2 separate regions of the Aphis gossypii genome follow, and region 2 is linked to region 1. Evidence: chromatin contacts called from public Hi-C data. All regions are on one chromosome and are shown on one strand. Each heading gives the region's core, a stretch centred on a gene start, on an enhancer-like site or on the middle of the called end of the contact. The rest is flanking DNA. Distances are from core to core; before and after follow the strand shown. Region 1 holds the start of LOC114129531 (TIP41-like protein). Region 2 holds the start of LOC114121339 (probable ATP-dependent RNA helicase DDX5).

Region 1 (7,710 bases), core at 3,821-6,320:
ACAAAAAATTAATTTAAAAATTAATTGTTATTTAGCATGGAGAAAACAATATGATATGTTACCTGTGAGAAGGTTTGGACGGCATTGTCGGGGGATTCAAATCTTGTTGCATTTTACGTATAATTTGACACATCAATACTTGACGACTGAAAATTATAAAATTCAATGTAACATTGAATATTTTAATATTCATAATTTTTACCATTTATAGTAGTTGTCTTGACTTTCTTCATTCTCTGGAAGAACATTCAATAACTGTTGTACCATATTTAATGGCTTAAGTAAAGCATCTTGATGCAAAACCTAGATAATTTAGTTTTACTATAACAAAATGTCAAAACGTGTTTCTATTATAATGTAAAATTCATACCTGCATATAAGAACAGAGCCATGCCGCTGCACAAATAGGCAAACAAAACATTGATGAACGCATTGAATCTAAAATACGTTTAACATCATTACTACTCAATGTGGAATTTTCCCAAGCAACTAAAACATCGTGTGTAGCACCAATTATAGATATGCAGATTTGGTCCCAACTGGTATCACTAAAGAATATTTTCCAATTGTTTAATTAAATAATCTTAAAATTATTTAATATAATTTATAATTTAATACAAACCAATTTATTAAATCTTCTCCGTTATCAATTGCAGTTAACAAAGCTTCTACTTTACTTGGATCACATTCACCCATCATAGTTTCATGTGACTTGGGATTTCCGAGTTCAACCATACACTGCCGGCACCATTTTTCAAAAAATGTATCGTTGCCACCATCAAGGAAAATTGACTATTAAAAAAAATAATAGTTTATTTCTAATTTTTCCAATTAAATAAGGTTAAAGATTTACTTGATATCCATATTTTTGAGTTATAAAACAAAGCATTAAGAATGTCATGTCAAACAATACTGCATTAGTGTGTACAGATTTAGCACCATCTTGTAGATTAATTTGCTTGCTGAATTCATTAAATTTGATTACTTTAGAAACAAACATGCGCAATTTCCCTTCAACTGATGCTGCTGCTAGGATTAACTCTAAACTGTTTCCAGCAAGTACTTGACTGAGCATACTAACTAAAGCTTCCTAAAAATACACATACATTATTATTAGTACTACAGTCTATTCAAAATGAGATGAGACCTCGGTGGCCAACTTGTGTATATTCGTTCCAAAGCGCCAAACCATTATTTGGCTAGATGGGGGAAGTGTTTGACTGCCTTAACAAAAATTTGTCACTTCCGAGGTTTCATCTCATTATGAATAGAGTAAATAAATGGATAAATCAGCATTCAATAGTAATAAATAATATCTTACTTGAATTTTAGAGTAGTCAGAATCTAAGGTCCTAAGCATTCTTTGTAAAGTAGGCTCAGTTCTCATAATAATGGTCAAAACGTTTGAAGGAGGATTTGGACTGCTAAGTGTTGAAACTACACTAGCTCTAAGATATAAACATGATTAAGTTTTAAACTGTAAAAATTATAAAAATAAAAATTGGTACCTCCTAGCAATTATTGAACTGCATTGATTTTCAGTTACAAAATCTAGTTTCACTAATTCATTGAGTAAAAGTTCTATACAGCTGCAGGCTGTATGTGAATCAATGAAATCTAACAATGGAAACATCTCCAATAGCATCTCAAAACCTTGAATTACTTCTTCAGATGCTTTGAAACTTTTGGAGTCTTCACAGAGATGTTTTATGATGTGTGGAAGTTTTATAAATGTAAATGCACCCCACTGTGGTCCATGATCTTCTTTACTCAAAGAATCTCGTAAACACATAAGACAAGCACGGATAAGTTCACAGTACAATCGTGGATTACTGTAACCCTTTAAAATGAAATAAATAACATTTATTAAAAAATAATTATTCTTATAACTATTAGTAGTACTAACTTTAATTTGACGAATCATTTTTAATTTGTCCACTAATACTTGAGTCTCTGTTGTAGGGTTTAACATCACTCTAATGGCTAACAATGGTTGTAATACATAAGTAATTGGTTCATTATAAGTTGTTACTGATTCCATCGCTGTAAGTTTTGTCGAATTTTTAAATTCAATATTGCATAATTTTCTAAGAAAGAAATAAAAATATTAATAGATTTAATTTTTTTTATATATATAAGAAAATAAAATAAAATACATTAAAACATTGTGCACATGTGGAATATTTGTGTCCATTGAATTTTGTACATCTTGACTAATTTCTTGACACTTATTCACAATGACCAAGTACAGTTCTAGATTAATAAAATATTTGATTTATTTATTTTGAAGCATGATGTATATTGTATACCAATTATCAGTTATTAATAATTATTATATAGTGACTTACCAGCATCATCATGCTTAGCCAAATAAAGCATAGCAAATATAAAATCATTGTTTAAAAGAGATTCTAAAATTTGAATAGATTTGTTTGCAATACGATCTTCAAGACGATTGGTGGTACCATCTTTAGGTACATGTCCACTACGAACACATGTTAACAGCCAATCAACTAACGATAATAATGCTATAGCTAATACACTTTCTTCTGGTTTCCCTCGACATGTTATGCCATGCTAAAAATAAAAAGTTCAAACTCAACATTTCATATCAAGTACATCATTATTTATTATGAAGGTACATACAAGTGTAGATTCAAGGAAATCAAGTAAAATAATAACACATGATCTTTTTTGAAATTTATCATATTTACTAATGCGCTGAAGAATGGCTGCATAAGAAACAAGCTAAAAAAAAAAACAATAAATAAATATTAGAACTGTTGTTTAATTAACATTTATCATTTACTCACTTGGCAGTTTAGTGAATGTCTTAAATAAGAAAGTACAAGTTCATTGGGATAAGAACCAACTAGAGCTTGTGATAATATTATGTCGGCCAAATTATAGACATCTCCGCTAACTCCTCTGGGTAGAACCTAAATAACAAATAATTGTTTAATTAAATTATTAAATATATCATTCATAATTAAATTTCATTTTTTTTTTTATAAAAATACAATTAAAAAACTCCTAGATACAAGAAATCATATAATTGAAATAAATTATAGTAGGTAAAAGTCTGGGTGACCAGATGTCCTGTTTAAAACAAGATAAAAAAATTATTCCGTTCAAAATTTGTTGGGACAGTTGAACATAATGATAAGAAAAGAGACAATCCCGTTTTAAATAACAGAATAGTTTTCAAGGGCTGATGCCGATGAAAAATTAAATTAGTGGTAAGCATAAGACATATTGTATGGCATATGCATTATGAATTAAAGTATATGTTTGAATTATCATATAACATTATTTATAAATTAATAATCAATGATGTTTGATATTATATTTAATCGTTTATGTCGTTTGTTGTTTTATGAGGGGACCACTTTTCTGTTTTTATTTTCTTAAAATGGTTGCCCTAGTATTCAACTTCTTATTATCAAAATTTAATACTTGGTTAATATGTTTAAATTGTATATAATATGTTATTAGGTATTAGGATTAATAAAGTTTAACTTTTAGCTGGATAATTTTATTTTAATATATAAAGTACTTATTTAGTGATAAATATAAATAACATATATTTGTAAACATCTATATCAATTATAGGTGAAGTACTTGAAGTTGATCAAAGAAAATGATTAAAATTAGAATTTGAATATAAATTTAACTAGTTGACACTTTTAATTATTCGTTCAATAACTATAATATTAAACTTTTTTTGTTATATTAAAATATTAAATCAAAATTGCTTTATTATTTTTTATTTGAATAATATTACTACACTGCTATTTTTACTTCCATAATATTGTGTTATATGGGATAACTCAAGTTAAAACATTTCTTTATTTTATAAATGTTACACAGTTTTAAGTGATATTTCAAGTGAAATTCAGCATATAATTAATCATCTGAAAATTATATCTTGTATGTTATTTATTTGAAAATAAGATGCTTTCAAGTGATTTAACTTTTCACAAACATGTGACTTATGTAAATATTTTTTTTTAATCTCACCAAAAACATTAAACAATATTTTATTTACCTTTAATAAGTATATTATAAGGATTGTTAAAAAATTGAAAAGTATATTAAAATCATAAACATAGCTAATATAAAATATTGTACTATGTTGGAAAAAATAAAACAATGTATTAAAATTTAAGATATGCACATATTTATTGTTGTTAGTTATAATCAATAGCTTAAATCTACTTTATTATACTCTATTAATTTAATTACTAAAAGATAGGCAAAACTTGTATGTATTAAACAGATAAAAAACTACAAAAAATTACAAATTTTTATCAAATTTAAGTTTTTCAAAACGTTCATAGACAATGGGTAAGGTACTGGCAAAGCTTCCAGGATCAGTTAATGATCCAGATTTTCCAACTGGTATTTCTGTTGTGTATAATTCTCTACGGCAAACTTCTCTCAATACATAATCCCATTCAGTTTCTTTATACAAACGTGTATCATGTATACGCATCATAACACCATCCACACGTAAAAAATACCGCAACAGCGCAAAAAAACCACTAGGCATACAGCGTATTTTCACAGAACATACAGCAACACCATTATCATGTAATTCATCTTCAAATAAAGTCAAATCTGAGTAAAAAAGTATCTCTTCTTGAACTTTGAGTTTCTCCATGTTTATACGCTCATCAGTGGCTTCAACAACTGGATGTCCAAATAATGTTCCTTCATAGTATGTTGAATATGTCCAATCAAACATATTAACATCTTTATCTACAAGTCCACTATCCATTCTAGATTCTTTCCATTCTTTTGAACAAGCAATTTTCACAGGTGCTCTACAAGGGTCAACATCCCTGAGTGAATCTAAAGCGCAAAATCGTATTCCAGATTGGCCATCATATTTAATTTCTAAAATATTATTAGGAAATACCATCTCAGGCAAATGATGAAGTTTTAATTCAATAGAAAAGCGACAAAAGTCACAACACGATAGTGTTGGTACTTGACTGCGCGAAGAACATCCTGATCCTAGAATATGGCTTTTGGAAGATATAATTGTCCATTTGTTGGTTTCAAATTGTTCACATTTGGCAGTCATTTTGAGTGGATGTTATAACACCTGATTAACAAAACGGTTTATACACTGTCACTTCACTATATTTAATATAATAACAAATAAAAATAAATGAATATTCAAATAATTAAAAATTAAATAATATGTTTATCGATATGAACAGAATTGTCGACAGTTACAAAATTTTTCCCTTTTATACTTGTTGAAATTTTGTAGTAATCTACAAATTCACACTAATAAGAAACGTTTGAAAAATGTATGCCAGGAAAATTTATGAGAAGAATAAAACATATTTATAGTTTGAAAAGTTTTAACAGGTGTCCAAGTATAAGTAGGTATATAAATTACCTCTAATTTATTTTTAATGAAGTGTAAACAATATACATTTAATTTTTATAAGATTTTTTTATTGGTCTCCTTTTTTAGTAATCCTGGCTACGCCATTGATAATGGTATATATAATATTGTCAACCTATACTTATCAAATAAATAATGAAATTAATTTTACTATACACATAAGACATGAGAAACTGAAAGTGAACTATACCTGAACCACACTGCCATTAGTTATTTACATAACAACTCTTATCAAATACTATGAATATTAAAATTTTATATTATGTTAATTTTAAAACAATTTTAAATTTTATATTTATATTTTATATGTAGTGCTTAACAATTTATTTGAAAAAATAAAACGAATAAATAAAAATTAATGAAAGCTATAAAAAAAAAGGTGAGAATTTGATGAGATTTATCAATGTTTGATGGTTCATTTTAGCGTGCTCCAAAAACTTAAATTTATCTTAAAAATCTATCTTTTTCAATATACTATGTAAAAGTTTTATTGATGAAATAACTAAACCAAAAAAATAAATTATTTTTATTATAAATAAATTTAATAATTTTATTAGTAGAGAAAAAGTGGGTCTTTTTGTAGCATGTTTCATATTTGTTGTTTCTGTTCATTTGTTCATTTTATGGTAAATAGTTTTTAGTAATAGGTAATCGAAAATATAAATCCGGTAGAGAAAAGATGGTTTAATTAATGTTCAATGATAATTCCAACTTATTTAAATCACTTATTAAAATTAATGTACTTAAATCAGTCAAAATTCAAAATTTAAACAGTAGTTTTGGCTTTGAAAACTTAATAACAATAACACAGTTTACATCAATTGGCTGTTGAACTATCACTAACATCAGTAAACAAAACATAATTTGTATGATATTTTAGGGGTACTTTATTGTAACAGGACTACATTGACAAAATATTTATTGTAAAAAAAGTATTTACCGATTTTATAGAAATACCCCACTGAATTTCAGTCCAACGTTCACCCCACGCTTTCAGCACCAACGATTTCAAGCTACTGGTTTTACTTGTGACTTTGCTCGGCTCCATTTACGACAAATGTTCAGCAACCATTTTGATTCTGGGGGAGAAAAAGGTTAAATAAAAATAAAAGCAACAATCAAATTAATGTTTGATGTAGCATTGCAAAGTTGAATACACAAAACAATTAAAAATTATGATGTCATATAACGACCATATTTATTTTACCAAATTCAATCGATTTTAACAGCAGTCTAAAGCGAGGTGAACTGAACGAAACGTTATGGACAATTTACTTGCCGGCGATTTCTCTCTTTTTATGGCTGTAGTTGTAATCTTTAATAAATGTATTCCAAATAATGGGCGATTTGGTTCACAATTTAATTTTACATCAAACGAAAGTAGCTTGATCGTTAATGTAAACAGAGTATTTGGTTAGAAATTATTATTTACTACTTTAGTGATTAAATATTATTATAAAAATAAACGTCAAAAAAGTAAAGTTAAACGGCAAACACTATTAAAAGACAGATTATCCTTACGCCGACTGCGAAACGTAAACAAACGACAACGGGTTACTATACTGATAATACAATAGTATACCGAGGTAGCAATTCTGAATGATGCGGTGGTTACAGCGGTTACACTGCCGCGCACATTAACCCGATATGGCGCCAGTTACATTTTGACCGGAACACAAATAAAAAAACGTAATGTGTTAGGGCGAATTGCCCTTTCACACTCACAAAAAAGAAATATAACAAATAATTTGAAAATATTCATGATTTTAGTCTACGCATTAGACCAGGTATGTGAAATTATGAATGTGAAAATTTAATCCTTCACCAAGTATTGTACTTAATGTGTTTTTTTTTCAAAAAAAAAAAAGGTATTTCATGGCCCTTCACATTGAATTCTGAGATATTCCATATTTATTATTATTGTTCTAAACGATACTGCGACGTTCACTTAAGGTGTACCTATATTGCGTTTTTAAAATGATGGCAGTTTATACTTTATTTACACTGAGAAAAATACCTAAAAATGTTTTTTTTTAGAAAAAGCTGACAAGTGGCTGTGGACCCAATAAAAAATATAAATTTGACATTTTTTATGGTTTTATGCATGTACATTCATTAGTCTACGCAAACAATTTTTTATCGGCACTTCAAAAAAAAAAAAATTCTCAGTTAAGTCGAAAATTTCAGCAGTTTATAAATAGCTCAAAAAAAGTCAAAATATTTTGAAAATTTAACTGTATAAAGTAAACACCAATACAATTATTTGGTGAAATTGTCAAGTATTTACA
Region 2 (7,710 bases), core at 2,204-4,703, 180 kb after region 1:
AAATGAGATAGATGTTTATTATCTTGGAACTATACATATTTTTTAAGAATGTAAAATTATACTTATATAATTTTTTATCTATACTTTATCTTTCCACTAAGATATAACCACAGAACAGATATAACTAACCTATGTAAAATGTGAATGCTGTTATACCACAATTGAATAATTATTCTGTTTGGTTTTAAATTTCAGCAGTAGGTAACAATATTTTACAATTTTTGTGCAGTGCATTTTATACATTAGAAAACTAAAATTGTCTTTTCTTTTTATAAAAACTAATAGAAAAGATTTCATTTGAAAATATTTTTATAATTGTGACAAATAAACACAAATTCCAACAGATAAAAATGAAACAAACATAATACTTACGTATGTATATTTTTTTTCTCGAGTTTTAATTTTTAACCAAGCTTATTGCATATTATTTACAGCTTAAATAAAAAATATTATTTATTTATATGCTTTTATTGCAAACTAAATAAATAAAATAAAAAATAAAATTTATTTTTAAGAATATAAGGTTATGCTGAGTAATGAGTAGAAGTATTAATATATAATATGACATTTATAATTGATCCTTTTACCCATAGATAAAACTTATTTTTGGTAGGAGCTCAGCTTGGATCTAATTTTAAAGAATTCCTGTTTAATGTTGACACACAATTATTATACAATCGTTCTTTTTATATTTTTGAATTTCACTTCTAACTATATGAGGTCATCCATGTGGTTATTTGTTTAATTTATTATTAGTAGAACAAAAACAAATTATTATAGTATTATTAAATTATTATTATAAACAAATTTTAAAAGGTTGTCAGCATAATATTCTTTCTTTCTCAAACCCATAGGTATGGCAGGTATGCAAAATATATTACATGCATTCAGGTAATAAAATAATATTTTTTTATGAGTTTTATGTAATCGTAGAGCAAAATCTCCTATTACAAACATAGAGGATAATATTTTTGAAAGCTTAACATATCAGCTTTGCATTTTATTTATTATTATTTGTCTATTTATAAGATTTTAATAATGAAAAAAAAATTTTAATGGATATTAAATTGTTTTAAGAAAATATTTAGATGATTTGATGGGTCCACTACAACAACAGGCTATCTCCATTTTTTGATATTTTTCAGGAGATGCCGGTAATTGCATGGAAAAATATTGTATACCAGACTACCAGACATCTCCATTCATCTATCAGATTATTAAATTAATAAAGGACATACTTGGTTATTGTACCAAAATGCAAAAAAATTATTCTTTTTCAGATAATGTAAAATCACGTATTAAAAAAAAAAAAAAAAAAATAATGAAATCTGTGTTTTCAAAGTGATTCTTGCACTAGATTTTTCAATTGATATATCATTCCTTCAAAAATATTATTTTTATAATTTTTATTATGTGAAATTATTCAAAAACAGAAAAAAAATGATTTATCATTGAATGCATTTTGTGTACATTGCAAGTGGGCTAGAGAGAAAACAGTATGCTGGCGTTCTCTTAATATAATTTTCAGTATTAATACCACACGAAAAATTCTTAAACAATAAATCATATTTAATATAGTTCTAGTTGAGGCTAAATACGAGTACAATCAATAAGAGAACAAATCTCAATGCAAACTGCATTTCTAAGAGCTGACATGTATAACAATGTAGAGAAAATTTTTAACTGAAACAAAAATCATTTTTAAAATTACTAAGTTGTCATTATTATATAATATGTTTTTATGGTATAAATTAAAATAGTAACATTATATTCAACAACTAGTTGCCCATCAAATGTTAATTTATGAGGCATTTACTATTTGTATAAACTCATATGAGTCAGAAATGGCTCTGAAGAATTGTATGCAATTCAATATAGTCTTGCTATATCATAAGTACAAACAAATTCAGAACACAATATGAAACATTAGGTAATCAGAAAAAATCATTATCAGTATGAGTCCAAAATAGAAAAGATGTAATGTAATTATCCGTTCATCCAAATGTAATTCCCTATCTTACATACCACTTAACTGACATGCTGTACAAAGAATTGATGTTTGGTCCAGATACAGAATACAGAGAAGATAGGCATTAAAAATAAAACATCATTTGAATTTGTATTATAAAATATAACAGTTTATTTATTAAAAGTAATAATTAAGTGAATTATAAAATGTATAAAAAAAATATAGTGATAAACATACTAAAAAGTTTGGACGGAATTCGTTATCAGCTTACAAATAAGTATAGATCAATTTCTTAATATAAACATAGTAATTAATGAACACAGTGTGGTTGTTATGATAGATAATGGTGTAATATTGGTAGACGAATTACAGTTATCTTCAGAACAATAACATTCTTCCCAATAAACTCCATTCCATTCAACTCCCCAGTTGCATACACCAGTTACACCAGTATCTGAAACTGACCCACAACGGCGGATCACATTTCTCCAACGACCATCCCCTTGATATTAAAAACAGTAAATATATTTAATATAACATTATTATATGAAGATATTGATGATATTCGTCATATCAATTCTTTAACACTTTTGATTTTTGACTCACATATAAATCCTCTAAGACCTTGTTTGGTTACTTTAACACAAAATGTGCCTGGCGTATGAGATTCATCACTAGTGCATTCAACCGAGACATGGCGATCCTTGTGGAATTTTTCGTATGCACCACAATTATCAGATCCTTTTGGATCGCTGCTTGTAGAACACTGATAGCATTGGATTCCACTTACTAAACACGACAAAATAAGCTTTAATAATTATTTTGAAAGGGCGTGACAAAGGACAGCCACACCTTTTAAACATAAAATTACCTTTATGTAAGAATGAAAATCCTAAAACAACTAATATAAAGCATGATAGTACAGTGGATTTCATAATAATAAAAATCAAAAATAAAATTATTCAGTAACAAAATATATAAAGATCATTCAACGGCGATACAAAAAAAGAATTATGTTTAAAAAACTTTTAAATTATTTAATGGTAAATACTAAATAGTAGTTATTCAAAAGGAAATTTGATTAAGATGACTAATAAAAAATGATAATGGCAAAATATAAACAAAACAACCAGGGGTGCTCAGTGTTAAATCATCTATGTTAGAAGTTAGAACCGCGAGTTAATGATAATTATTATTTACATAATTACTTAACGGGTTACAAATTAATAATTATAATTAATATTTATACATTTTAAACCATATTAATAAACTTTAAAATAAAATAATATTTCATATTCAATAAAAATGATAATAAAATACACTAACATTCACATCGAATTAATATTAATGCTTTTAAAAAACGATTACAGTATGTTATCTACATAAATAATTATTATTCAAAAAGTAAGTTTTTTATTTTTGATTAAAAATTGGTTTTTGTGTACAAAGTTTCTTCTCCATGATGACGCCATGTTAACATTTTTAACACAGATTTTTCTATGCCGATTGGCGATTGCCGACTGAGACAGAGTTTCGCTAACGATAAATTATTAATTTAGGTGATTAATAATTACTAAGTTCAAAGTTCAATAAGTTCATTTTATACTTCATCCATTCAACCATAAATAAAATATGTTTATATTTACTATTTACTAAACAGCTCTGGAATTGGTATTGATTTACGTCGTACGTCAGACGTCAATGTTTTGATTTGTTTGTTTAACATAAGCTAAATTTCTGGGGCAGTAAAAATTATTGCTGAGCGTAAATTTTATAATTTGTATTTTGTACTGTAGCTGAACTGCTGACCTGTGAATGGTCTCCAGTATGGGTTACAGCCGAAAGTAAGTCGACCGTAATACCCAAGTTTAATAATACTTACGTTTTAATGAAACACTGACACTGTGTTTTTATATTTTCCTTAAACAGTCCAATATCATCATCGAGAGATCGTAGACGTGGACGAGACAGACGAAGTCGAAGTCCGATACGACGACGTGGTGGTGGTGGTCGAGGAGGTAGAGGTGATCCAGGTTCTAACTTACGTAAACCTCGATGGGAAACAAAAAAACTGGAACCATTTAAAAAAGATTTTTATTTGCCTCACGAAGCTGTCCATAATAGGTAAAACATTGTATTTATATTTTATTAAACTAATGAATATTGGCATGTAAAAATTAAGATGGAAGTACAACTATATTCTAAAATGATTAAATCGAAGTAAATAATAACAATTATAGTCTTGTCTTGAATATAAGTTTCATAGTTGCATACTGTTATGAATCTTATAGTAGTTTACTACACTTGAGAAATAAGTTGGTTCTATCATTGATTAATTATACATTTATTGTTTTTATTTAATTATTAATTTTATTGTATAATTAATCAATGGTTCTAGATTGTTTTAATAGTTAATTTCATGATTATTATGGCTTAATTGGAAGGTAATGATGGTATGGGTAATACTAGCCTAGCTCTAGCATAATGACAGTAAATATCAAAACATTTTATTTTATATAACTGCTTCCATGTTAGAAAAATTTCATTAAATATATTTTAGTTTGAAATGTGCAGCTAAAGAAAAAATTATCTAAATTTAATCAGCCAACATTCTAACCCTATATGTGTATATACTATATACTAATCATAGAGATATTAGTATTCTATGTTATGAATAAACACTGAATGAACTAAATTTTGCTTAAAAATATTTTTAATACTAATATTTTATAATAACAGTTCATATATTTATTCTTTTATTGCTGAATTTATAAAATTTATTGGTCATGTTCCTCTTTGAATTTTGTTTGATACTATATAATAAATAATTATGTAGCATTTATAATTCTTATATACATTGCTCTGTGACCTATGAAATTTAGGTGTTTATTATTTATATATATATATACTTTAATGTTAAAATTTCTTATAAATTGTGAGTAATGTATATCTTAATGCCATGGGCGTTCTCGCAGGGGGAGGCGGATTATGTCCCCCCAAGATTCTTTATTTTTTTACATATTAGTAATATACGTTTTGTCTACTTTAAGTAGACATTAATATGGCTTATTATGTAATCATTTTTTTCATCCCCCTCCATTGAAATATCCTGAGAACGCCTCTGCTTAATGCATTTTCAAATAATTTTGAATTTATTTGTATACATAAATTAATAAAATAAAAATATTTATACAACTCAATTAAAGAATTATGAATATATTACTTTTATTTTTAGATCAAAATCAGAAATAGAAAAATATAGAGAAGAGAAAGAAATTACATTAGTTGGTGAAAATATTCCAAAACCAATATTTAAGTTTGATGAAAGTGGCTTTCCTGAAATCATAATCAAAGAATTAAAGTAACCCATTTTTATTAAATTGATGCTCTGCAGTTTATAAATAAATAATATGAATATTGTTTGAACACAGGAAACAAGGTTTTGTTGAACCTACTGCTATTCAAGCACAAGGATGGCCAATAGCTTTGTCTGGGAATAATTTAGTTGGTATTGCGTCTACTGGTTCTGGAAAAACATTATCGGTATTTTATTATTACAGTGTATAATTTGACTAGCTTTTCATAAATGTATATAATTAAATTTTTTCGTAGTATATTGTTCCTGCTTTAATACATATTTCTCATCAACGAAAATTGTCACGTGGTGATGGACCTATTGTGTTAGTATTATCTCCAACTCGAGAATTAGCCCAACAAATACAAACTGTTTGTGATGATTTTGGTGATGCATTTGGAGTCAGTAGTACATGTTTATTTGGTGGTGCACCAAAAGGTGGTCAGGTAAGTTGCAATTTATTTAAGTTATTATTCATTCTTTGATTATTAATGTTTTTTTCTATAGGCAGCTGATTTAAGCCGTGGAGTTGAATTAGTTATTGCTACACCAGGACGTTTATTAGATTTTCTTGAAAGTGAACGTACAAATATGTGTCGATGCACATACCTTGTTTTAGATGAAGCCGACAGAATGTTGGATATGGGATTTGAACCACAGATTCGAAAAATAATTGATCAAATAAGAGTATGCTGTTAATTATGAATAATTTAAGTTATAATATTTTTTATGTATATTTATATTAACTTGCAGCCAGATAGGCAAGTATTAATGTGGTCTGCAACTTGGCCCAAAGAAGTGAAGAATTTGGCTGAAGAATTTTTAGATGAATATATACAAATAAATATTGGTTCCTTAACTTTGGCAGCTAATCATAACATTCAACAAATTGTTGAAGTCTGCCAGGAATATGATAAAGAAACTAAGTATATATTCCTTATTATTATTTTGTTAAGTTTCTATTATTTTTAATATTTGATTAGGTTAATATCTCTACTAAAGAAAATAATGGATGAAGATGAAAACAAAACTATTATTTTTATTGAAACTAAGCGGCGAGTGGATGAAATCACAAGAAAGATTAAAAGACATGGGTGAGTTAATGCATTTAATACAGTTAATACATTTAGTTGGGAAAATTAAGTCATAACATTAAAATATATTAGGTATTCGGCTGTATGTATTCATGGTGATAAATCACAATATGAGAGAGACAATGTTTTGAAAGGTATGATTATTATATTTGTATTGTTTGAATATTAAAAACTAAGATTTAATTAAATTACAATTATATATTAAAGATTTCAGAGATAGTCGTTATCCTATATTGGTTGCTACAGACGTGGCTGCTCGTGGACTTGGTGAGTAACTATAAATACGTTTAAATGTTTTAAAATAAATGGTTCTTAGTATAAAACCAATATTTGATTAAAATCAAACAATATTATATTTATTATTAATGAAGGTCATATTTTTATAAACATGCCCTATGATATGATTTATACTGTTGAATACAATTTTCGTAACATTCTACCTTTGTACTACAATAGGTTTTTTAACAAAATATGTTTTATTTAAAAAAAAAACATTTTCTTTAAATAAAAAGTAATTACAATTAAGTTGTATTACTGACTTCGCAAATAAAAGTATTTGGTACATATAGTTTTAATTTTGTTATATTTTAATAATATTGAAAAGTTGTTTTTTAAATCTATTCTGTTTGTACAATAAGTAAATTTGAGGTAAGATTAATAATGCAGAGGTGGCAAGGAAGGAAGCTTCCAGTAGAGCTATTTGTACATACATTTAATACAAGTTCGATATCAAAAAGTTATTATGAATAGTTTTATCTTAATACATTTGATAAAACTATCAAAAACATTCTGCTATTAATTTTCTACTTCGTAACAATTAAATTTGATACTCAATTTATTGAAATTGGCTGAATTTATATTTGCTAACTGAAACATTAACATTTGCTTTGGCAATGGTTTTTTACTATTTTTATTGTATTCTCTCTTCTGTTAGTAGTTTTATTTAAAGTTAAAGTAATTTAAATTTAGGTATCTTGAGTTTTGTAAAGTAAAAAAAACTATAGTTTGTTTGGAATTTGTAAAATATTACTGAATATTAACAAATTCAAAGTAAATTTTTAATTGTTGATGACTTAAAAGTTAAATGAAATTAAACCTTACATTATAATATTATTTTAGTTATATTTTATACTACTAATTGGTTAGCCAAGGAATATTCTCACTCTCAAATAATATTTTTATAGGATTTAAAAATACTCATGTAAATGTTAAATTAATAAAGTCTAAAGTCTAATTACTGACTATACCATAAATATAATTATGACTAAATGTTTTTGGTTAAGATAAAATTA

The links. Hi-C and Micro-C count contacts between places; a contact is called where the count stands out from the background.
Region 2: a contact with region 1 is called in a Hi-C map of whole body, with 3 times the contacts expected there. The contact joins the promoter of LOC114121339 here to the promoter of LOC114129531 in region 1. A contact is called at or near these places in 2 of 2 Hi-C or Micro-C datasets (both in whole body).

Annotation. Positions count from the first base shown.
Region 1 is chr2:32,958,958-32,966,667 of ASM2018417v2, forward strand. It overlaps LOC114129531 (TIP41-like protein), which reads right to left and starts at 5,071. Exons shown (of 2, transcript XM_050200553.1): 1 at 4,922-5,071; 2 at 4,158-4,854. The coding sequence starts at 4,780. The coding sequence ends at 4,298. It overlaps LOC114129533 (mediator of RNA polymerase II transcription subunit 24), which reads right to left and starts at 6,969. Exons shown (of 20, transcript XM_050200537.1): 1 at 6,630-6,969; 2 at 6,363-6,501; 3 at 2,814-2,939; 4 at 2,647-2,748; 5 at 2,349-2,577; 6 at 2,157-2,253; 7 at 1,907-2,087; 8 at 1,509-1,840; 9 at 1,322-1,448; 10 at 854-1,090; 11 at 623-792; 12 at 371-548; 13 at 203-303; 14 at 63-146. The coding sequence starts at 6,470.
Region 2 is chr2:33,139,784-33,147,493 of ASM2018417v2, forward strand. It overlaps LOC114121339 (probable ATP-dependent RNA helicase DDX5), which reads left to right and starts at 3,454. Exons shown (of 13, transcript XM_050199244.1): 1 at 3,454-3,813; 2 at 3,899-4,093; 3 at 5,205-5,330; 4 at 5,401-5,512; 5 at 5,582-5,770; 6 at 5,832-6,011; 7 at 6,078-6,250; 8 at 6,308-6,418; 9 at 6,491-6,552; 10 at 6,626-6,685. The coding sequence starts at 3,785. It overlaps LOC114121341, which reads right to left and starts at 3,334. Exons shown (of 3, transcript XM_027983618.2): 1 at 2,841-3,334; 2 at 2,576-2,758; 3 at 2,117-2,471. The coding sequence starts at 2,904. The coding sequence ends at 2,254.